Linked DNA regions of Sus scrofa: region 2 is linked to region 1. Evidence: chromatin contacts called from public HiChIP or PLAC-seq data. All regions are on one chromosome and are shown on one strand. The core of a region is the stretch at or near the end of the contact, and the rest is flanking DNA. Distances in the headings are between cores, read along the strand shown.

The links. HiChIP or PLAC-seq counts read pairs in DNA pulled down with a chosen protein or histone mark.
Region 2: an H3K27ac HiChIP or PLAC-seq map of alveolar macrophages shows a contact between it and region 1. The contact joins the promoter of HTRA4 here to the enhancer-like site in region 1. A contact is called at or near these places in 7 of 47 Hi-C or Micro-C datasets (embryonic fibroblasts, heart right ventricle, mesenteric adipose tissue and 3 more) and 2 of 2 datasets of contacts at active chromatin or transcription factors (alveolar macrophages and skeletal muscle).

What each region holds. Positions count from the first base shown.
Region 1 is chr15:47,731,522-47,735,586 of Sscrofa11.1, forward strand. No RefSeq gene overlaps it. Among named protein-coding and RNA genes, the nearest start is that of PLEKHA2, 36 kb to the left of the region's middle. Within about 2 kb of position 2,065, at least 18 of the 83 cell types and tissues checked have an H3K27ac peak or open chromatin away from gene starts, as enhancers often do. A contact at or near this core is called in alveolar macrophages, mesenteric adipose tissue, omental adipose tissue and 2 more, where this site is marked.
Region 2 is chr15:47,624,280-47,628,350 of Sscrofa11.1, forward strand. It overlaps HTRA4 (serine protease HTRA4), which reads right to left and starts at 1,610. Exons shown (of 10, transcript XM_021075121.1): 1 at 1,323-1,610; 2 at 1,009-1,320; 3 at 482-581. The coding sequence starts at 1,488. PLEKHA2 (pleckstrin homology domain-containing family A member 2) reads right to left here. Exons shown (of 13, transcript XM_021075122.1): 13 at 1,828-4,071.

The sequences.
Region 1 (4,065 bases), core at 815-3,314:
CCTTTAAGTCACCTGCTGTAAAATTAATTCCTCCAGCCTGTTAACCTCAAGCACGATGATAAAGGTGTGTCCAGAAGCAAACGCATGAAGCTGTTGAGGTAGAACTTTAGGCCCTGGCCTGTGGACAGAAGAGGAAGTTGGAGGGTTTGCAAAATGGGAAGTAGGAACCTTCTGAAATTACAGCACTGGTAAGAGTGGCCTCCCCCAGGCCCTTAGCTCAGCCTCCCGGCATTCAAGCTCTTCTCTCAGGCTGGGTGATAGCATCTTCTTCATTCCCTCTTGAATTGCCAGCCTTAGGTGGTGGACAAGTTGCTTGGAGGTCTGGATTCCGTGTGGTACCTGAGGACAGTAGATATCTCTGCATTTAGTATAGAAATCAACTTCAGGATTTCCCCTGTGGCTCATCAGGTAAAGAACCCAGTATATTCATTGCTGCACTATTCACAATAGCCAGGACATGGAAACAACCTAAATGTCCATCAACAGATGAATGGATTAAGAAGATGGAATACTACTCAGCCATAAAAAGAACAATATAATGCCATTTGCAGCAACACAAATGGAACAAGAGATTCTCATACTAAGTAAAGTAAGTCAGAAAGAGAAAGATAAATACCGTATGATCTCACTTATGTGTAGAACCTAAAATATGGCACAAATGACTCTATCTACAAAACAGAAACAGACTCGCAGACATAGAATACAGACTTGTGGTTGTCAAGGGGGAAGGGGAGGGATGGACTGGGAGTTTGGGGTTAGTAGATGCAAACTATTGCATTTGGAGTGGATAGGCAATGAGATCCTGCTACTGTATAGCGCAGGGAACTATATCCAATCATTTTTTATGAAATGTGATGGAGGATAATGTGAGAAAAAGAATATATGTATCTATGTACGACTGAGTCTCTTTGCTATATTCTTCTGCTGTACGCAGAAACTAATAGAACATTGTAAGTCAACTATATTAAAAAAAAAAAACCTAAGAGGAAAAAAAAACATAATGTCTGAGAGGATTTGGGTTCGATCCCTGGCCTCACTCAGTGGGTTAAGGATCCGGCATTGCTGCAAGCTGTGGTATAGGTCGTTGGTGCAGCTTGGATCCAGTGTTGCTGTGGCAGTGGTGTAGTTTGGCAGCTGCAGCTCCAATTCCACCCCTAACCTGGGAACTTCCATATGCTGCAGGTGCGGCCCGAAAAGAAAAAAAGAAATAAACTGAATAACACAAAGAAACCCATCAGTCTGCTGTAAGCTGGGGCTCCTCCCCTGCTTTTCTCCCACCCCATGACGACCTTCCTTCCCAATCAGCTAGTTTTTTCTCTTCCTATTTCCAAGGCTAGAAACCTCTAAGTTCCTTCTCCCTTGGGTCCCGACTCAGTCAATTGTCAGGAAGTGCTATTTCATTGTGCTATTTCATTCTAGAACCTGCTCTTCCCCCTTCTCTCCTGCTGCCACTATCACAGCCCAGTTGAATAACCCGAAAACAGCCTCTCCAGCATCACCCATCACACAGTACAGTCAGGTCTTGTCCACAGGCATCCTGGAAGTGCAGCTGTCCTTGACAAGCTGCACGCCGCACTCCTACACAGAACTCCCCTTTGTCTCTCATAGATGCGGCTCAGATTTTGCGTTGCTGTGGCTGTGGTGTAGGCTGGCAGCTGCAGCTCCGATTTAACCCCTATCCTGGGAATTTTCATATGCCATGGGTGCAGCCCTAAAAGGATAAAAGAAAGAAAGAAAGAAATCAACTTCAGGAGTGCCCGTGTGGCTCAGCAGGTTAAGGATCCAGCGTTGCCCCTGCTGTGGCTCAGGTTATGGCTTGGGTTTCATCCCTGGCCTAGGAACTTTTTCATGCCATGGGTGCAGTCAAAGAAAGAAAGAAATCAACTATATTTTGGAAGCTGCTTTTATACTTACAAGGCTGACTTCTATACCATAGGATCAAGTTTATATTTAAAGAACCAGATTGTGGGTGGGAAAGCCTGGTTCCTCTCTCTCCTCTGGTGAGCTGCTTGCATTTGGGCAGTTGTATTTTCAACTTCCTTCACTGACCAGGCACGGCTTATTAGGAATGTCCGCTCTGGTTCATGTCTGAACCTTTCAAGTTTACCGCATGGCTATTTCCCGTCCCCCAGTCTGTGCCTTCGCAAACTTGGACTTCCCTCCCAAGTTTTCTCTCTCTGATATCACTGTCTGTGAACTCCAGTGGCCAGGAGAGCATGATAAACAAAAGCAGCCCCCAGAGGGAGTTCCTCAGGCTCCAAATGTTTGATCTCAAAAATCTGGATGAATTTATCAGCTGAAAACACAATTGACTGAATATTTCTGGCTGATCTCTCAAGTCTCTTCACCAGTCACCCCCGGTTCTGAACATTTAGCTTCTCAGCCCTTCTCTTAGCATTTGCGGAGACACCTCCCCTGGGATAAGAGCCTAGGTTCTTCCGGGAACCAATTTAACCCCAAAGGAGCCTTAAAAAAATACATTTAATGTTTGGAGAGGCTCTCCCCTCCTTTTAACTTCTGAGCTCATTCCCTCTGGGAATAAACTGACATTTAGATTCTAGTGTGTAAGTTGTTTTTTTCTTTAGATTAGTTTTTGGGTAAACATTCCTCTGCAAATTATTTTCACATTTGGAGGCAACTTCTTTCAACCGGCCAGTCAGATTGATTCCTCTCCTGTTCCCTTTACTTACCACAGCTTGACTCTCTCTCACTCACCCACTTCCCCATTTCTCAAATTCAAACTAAGTCTACTGTTCTTGAAAATATGTCCCCAGCTTTCTGGAATTTCCATTTCTCAGGGTTATTTCTCCCCCCTGGGATGCAGCCAAAGCTGTGCCCACAAGGATGAGGGAAGCCAGCCCAGGTCAGGAACAGGGAGCCATCCCTGTTCACACACTGCAGTCAGCAGAGGCCAGGGCTGTCCTGAGAAGGGGCCTCAGGACTCACAAGTCAGGCTTATAGATTTGCAGAGGACCAGGCCCAAGACAAAGCAAAGAGGGAGTAGCTTTCTAATTATGAGATGTACAGGAGCCTGGCAGTCACAACCAGAAAAGCAGGCAAATTACATTCTCTTCCTCAGCCACAAACTTAATCACCCACAAAGTAACCACTCCTCCTCTTTTCTTCCAATATTGCCATTGAAATCTTGTCAATTTGGTGCCATTTACCTTATACAGACTCTATCTCTCCATCTCAGAACATGTCCCTTTTTCAGGGCACCATGAGGGGCCAAAGGGACTGGTTCACAACTCCAGGGGGAGGCATTCTTATAGATCAAAATAACAAGCCACTTTTTCTCAACTAACTCAGTTTTGTAAGTCAACTATATTTCAGTTAAAAAGACAAACCAGGAATTCCTGCTGTGGTGCAGTGGTTAAGGATCCGGCATTGTCTCTGTGATACCTTGGGTTGCTACTGAGGCATGGGTTCTATCCCCAGCCCAGGGAAGTTTCGAATGCTGTGGATGCAGCTGAAAAAGAAAAGAGAACACCCTCCCTCCAAAAAAAAAAAAAAAAAAAAAAAAAAAAAAAAAAAATCAAGCAATTTCTCTTTGAAACTTAAAGACATCTTTTCTTTTTCTTCTATAAGTTAGAAAAGGTAAGCTGTTTTTTTGGTGGGTTTTTTTTTTTTTTTGGTTTTGGGGGTTTTTTGTTTTGTTTTGCTTTTTAGGACCCCACCTGTAGCATATGGAGGTTCCCAAGCTCCGGGTAGAATCGGAGCTGCAGCCGCCAGCCTATGCCACAGCCTCATCGACACCAAACCTGAGCCATGTCTGTGAACTATACCAGAGCTTTCAGCAATGCCAGATCCTTAACCCACTGAGCAAGGCCAGGGATTAAACCTGTGACCTCATGGATACTAGTCGGGTTCCTTACCACTGAGCCACAACAAGAACTCTTTATTTTATTTTTTTTTAATTGTGATGATATACACACAATGTGATATTTGCTTATTCTAACCGTTTTGAAGTAGCCTTATGTCCATCCACATGGTTGTGCTGGAGCCAGTTTCCTATTTTCTCGGGGAAGGAGAGGATTATAAGGGGGGGAACACAACCTCAGAAGA
Region 2 (4,071 bases), core at 360-2,859, 110 kb before region 1:
CCTCTGCTTCAAGGAAAACTAACCTGATGGTCATACTGGGGACAAAAGTGGACCTAGGGCAACATTATCCAGCACCCAGGCAGGGAGGGAGTTAAAGAAGTCTGGTTCCAGCGTGGGTTCCTCTCCTAATCCGCCTTGTGACATAGGACAAATTCCTCTTGCTCGCTGGTTCTGGGATTCCCTCCACGAAAAAGAAGAGGCCGAGCAAGAGTACCATCAAGAGGCCCTCTATCACTAATATCTGACCTTGAATTTGAAGGAGAGGGGTTGCCTCGATTTGAAAGTCAGAATCTCTGTGCCTCCGCCCTTTGGCTAAACGACTAACAACTAACGGGCAATTCAACCTCTTGGAGCCGCTGGATTTCCTCACAGCGGGGTTTTTAGGACTAAACAGTGCTGGAAGAGCGGTAGAGTCGGGCCTGGAGCAGGAAGACGCTGGGAAACAACCCAAGGAGTTGACGTCTCCCTTGGCCTCCTTTACCTGCTGAACAGCTGTAAGTGGACCACCGACGGCGCCACCTTCTCCACCACCTCTGCGATGAAGTTGTACTTGCTCCTGAGCCAGCCCGCGCTTCTGGTCCCTGTGAAGAGACGCTCCGTTCTTGGGGCGGGGGACACCCTCGCTGCCTGACTGCATCAGGGGTCATCTCTCAAACTTCTCTGCCTCTCTTCTCCCTCCCCTTTCCCTCCCCTTCCTCTCTTCGGTCTCCCTCTGTATTTTCACTGCGTTCCCGTGAGACAGCGCCTTGAGGGAACCAGACCTGTCATTCCGATTGGAAAGTAATTTTAAAGGGAAGGCGACAGGCAACACCTATAGGGAGGAAATCGGGGAGCAACTACCTGGGAACCGGTAACGAGACAAGTAAGGCAGGAAGAAAATTGGGAGCTAGGAGGTGGTGAATCCCTGTGGCAATGCGGCAGGAAAGAGCCCGCGCTGGGCCACGCGATTGGAACAGGCTCCCTAAGAAAGTGCCAAGAGGGCGCCGAGAGCGCGCGTCGACCGCTCACCTGGGTCCCCACAGTCCACCTCATGCACGTGCACCGCCGGGAGCCCGCCGCGGAGACGTGCAGCGTGGTTCCTGGCGCGGAGCGCGCACAGGTTGGGGTACGTGCGCCCGTCGCTGCCGCACACCGCGGCCCCCGCCGCCGGGCAGCGGCAGGTACCGAGCCCGCTGCTGCCAAGGAGCCGCGGTGAGGGCGGCGCGAGGCACTGCAGCCCCGGGGCGCACGGCCGGCGGAGCGCGGCGCCGCAAGCCTCGCCCTCGGCCGCGGCGCAGACGCGGCAGCAGCCGCAGCGGTCAAGCACTGGCGCCGTCCCGCGGAGCAGGAGGGCAGCGGGGGGCAGCGCATTGGCTCGCAGACCGCGGGGCAGGGCGGCGCGGGCCGGACGGTCCTGGCCTCGACCCCGGCCCCAGGTGCGTGGGGCAGCAGCAGCCACAGCAGTAGGAGCTGTCTGAGCCCGGCGGGCCGCAGCAGAGTTCTGGACATTCTGCTTCCTTCCTCCTGACCCCGCTCCTCCCCACTTTCTTATGATTTTCCTCTGGACCCGCAGCTGCTCTAAGATGAGCCACACTTTCTCCGGACTGCTGTGCCGCTTCTGCCAGTCCCCAACTTTAAGGGGCAGAGTCTGGCAGTCTTCTCCACGCACCCCCTCCCCCAATCCTCCCCCAGCCGTCCCACCCCAGGAGATGAAGAGACATCCTGGCCCTTCCCCAAGCAGACAGCCACGTCGTGAAATCCCTAAAACCAAGGCCAGGGGCACACTGACAAGCCAGATCACCCACCCACGGACAGAAGGTCAGCCTTAGGAAAACACACGTTGCCGTATTGCAGTATTTCACATGGTTTTATTACAAAACAAGCAACAAAACAGTTTTAGAAAATTATTTTTTGCTACATACCAATTAGGAGATCACATAAAATGAAAAGCATAACAGTTTCCATGCACTCAGCTCAGTGTCTACAGTGAGTGCATTTCACAGCTGAAACATACTGGTTCAAAACACAAAATCATGCCACACCTTACAAGCAAGGCGGGGTGGGTGGGGGCGTCCAACAGTATGTTTTGGGGCCAAATATTCACTTTATTCAAACTCTACTCAGCATGAGTGACTGAAATTCACTACCGCAGGCAATGACAGAGACAGAGAAAAAAGAGAATAAGGGGGAAAAAAGTGACATTGGGAGAAAAAAATGTTGGACTCTTTCTCATGGGAGCTCACCATTCAAAACAGAAACAGAAGTATTTTCACCTGAGGTCTCTATTCCTCAAACACCATAGTACAATTAAGTCATCTCACAAAATGCCAAAGGCCAAACTGTGTTCACCAGCCATCAGCTGATCTTGAGCAAGCAAATTCTTAACTTTCAAGAACAGTGGACAATACAGTTCAGCTATGGGGAGACACCTGAAATTCTACTACACACAGTGGGTCAAGACTGAATTAAAAGTCTTATGAAAATAGCAAAACTCACAGTTGCCTCGTGGACTAACAGTTAAAGATTTGGCATTGTTGTCACTGCTGTGGCTCCAGTCTGGTCCCTGGTCAGGGAACTTCTGAATGCTGTAGGTGTGGCCAAAAAAATAGTAAAATAAAATGACCACAGCCACAGTTGCCTTTAAAAGTCTACTCCTAAAAAAAAAAAACCCAGCCCAATTTAGAGAATATTTTTATTCCATACATAAAAAAAGCAGTACCTTTTTTTGATTCCTCCTTCCCCCCGCTTTTTAAAACATATTTATTCCAGAGCCCAGGCACTTAACTACTAGCAGATACTGCATCTCCGTCCTGTTTTTTTCCATTTGGTTCCATTTTACACATTTAAAACCAAATGCCTTGGTTCTGCATGCACCATCTTTGACTCACATGTGTAGTGACATTAAAAAGTGGTAAGGTGAAATTAACCAGAAGGTAAGAAATATGGACACAAAAGGAATTCCGAAATAAGATTTGGGAATAAGAATGCCTTTAGGCTTCAGCAAAAGGAATTATATTTATCTGGTGTTGGAATAACATAAACAATGTATTAACTTGAAATTTCCAAGTATTTGCCAACTGGAGTCCTTGTTTTCCTTTGATCTAATACAATTTGGATTTATAAGTACATTTAATTTACTACATTCTCAAAATAGGCCTTACTGAATAAGAAACAGATCATCTTACTATAATGGCAATTAATTAGCAGAGAGTTTATTTAAAAGAGAGAGAAATGGGTAGATTTTCATACCACCAAGAGATGACATCATTCCATGAGTTAGGGAATGTTTATAGAGATTTCACAAGTTCTAATCTATTTTTGTAAGTTCCACATTGCTGATGGTGCACTTTCTTTGACCCTGCTAAAGAATGTTCTTGAGAAAAATTTGAAGATGAAACCAGAGAAACCAGCTTTAAGAATCAGGAATGGCTTCTTAAAAATCAGTCTACTTGAAGTATGCTGTCACCATGATGACTCATAAATAAATAATCCCCAAACCAAGGATTTCTGAGGACAAAAGTATACAAGAGGTCACAGAAAAGAGAAAAAGAGATAGCTCAATCCAGGGTAGATATTCTTTATTATTATTATTTTTTTTACAGCTGCACCTACATCATATGGAAGTTCCCAGGCTGGGGGTCAAATCAGAGCTGCAGCTGCCAGCCTACGCCTCAGCCACAGCAACACCAGATCCCAGCCGAGTCTGCAACCTGGATCCTTAACCCACTGAGCGAGGCCAGGGATCAAACTCATATCCTCAGGGACACTGTCGGGTTCTTAACCCACTGAGCCACAACAGGAACTCCTAGATTTCCTTTTTCATATCAGTGTGTATACAGAACCACTAGGCCAAACACAATTTAAGTGAAGCTTGTCTCCAAAGCAGTGCAGTCAAGAAAAGTTTTCAACCTGACACAGACTTCAAGGAAATGACACTGCCTGAAAGAAATAGATCTCCTTCAAGTCACTAAAGATTTTCTGATCATATGCTTTGGCCCCTGCGTTAAATTTGGGCATGAGGACAGGGAAGGATTAACTTAGGTAAAAATGCTTCTTTTAGTCTCTTCCTCTTGGCATTAATTTTTTTTTGGG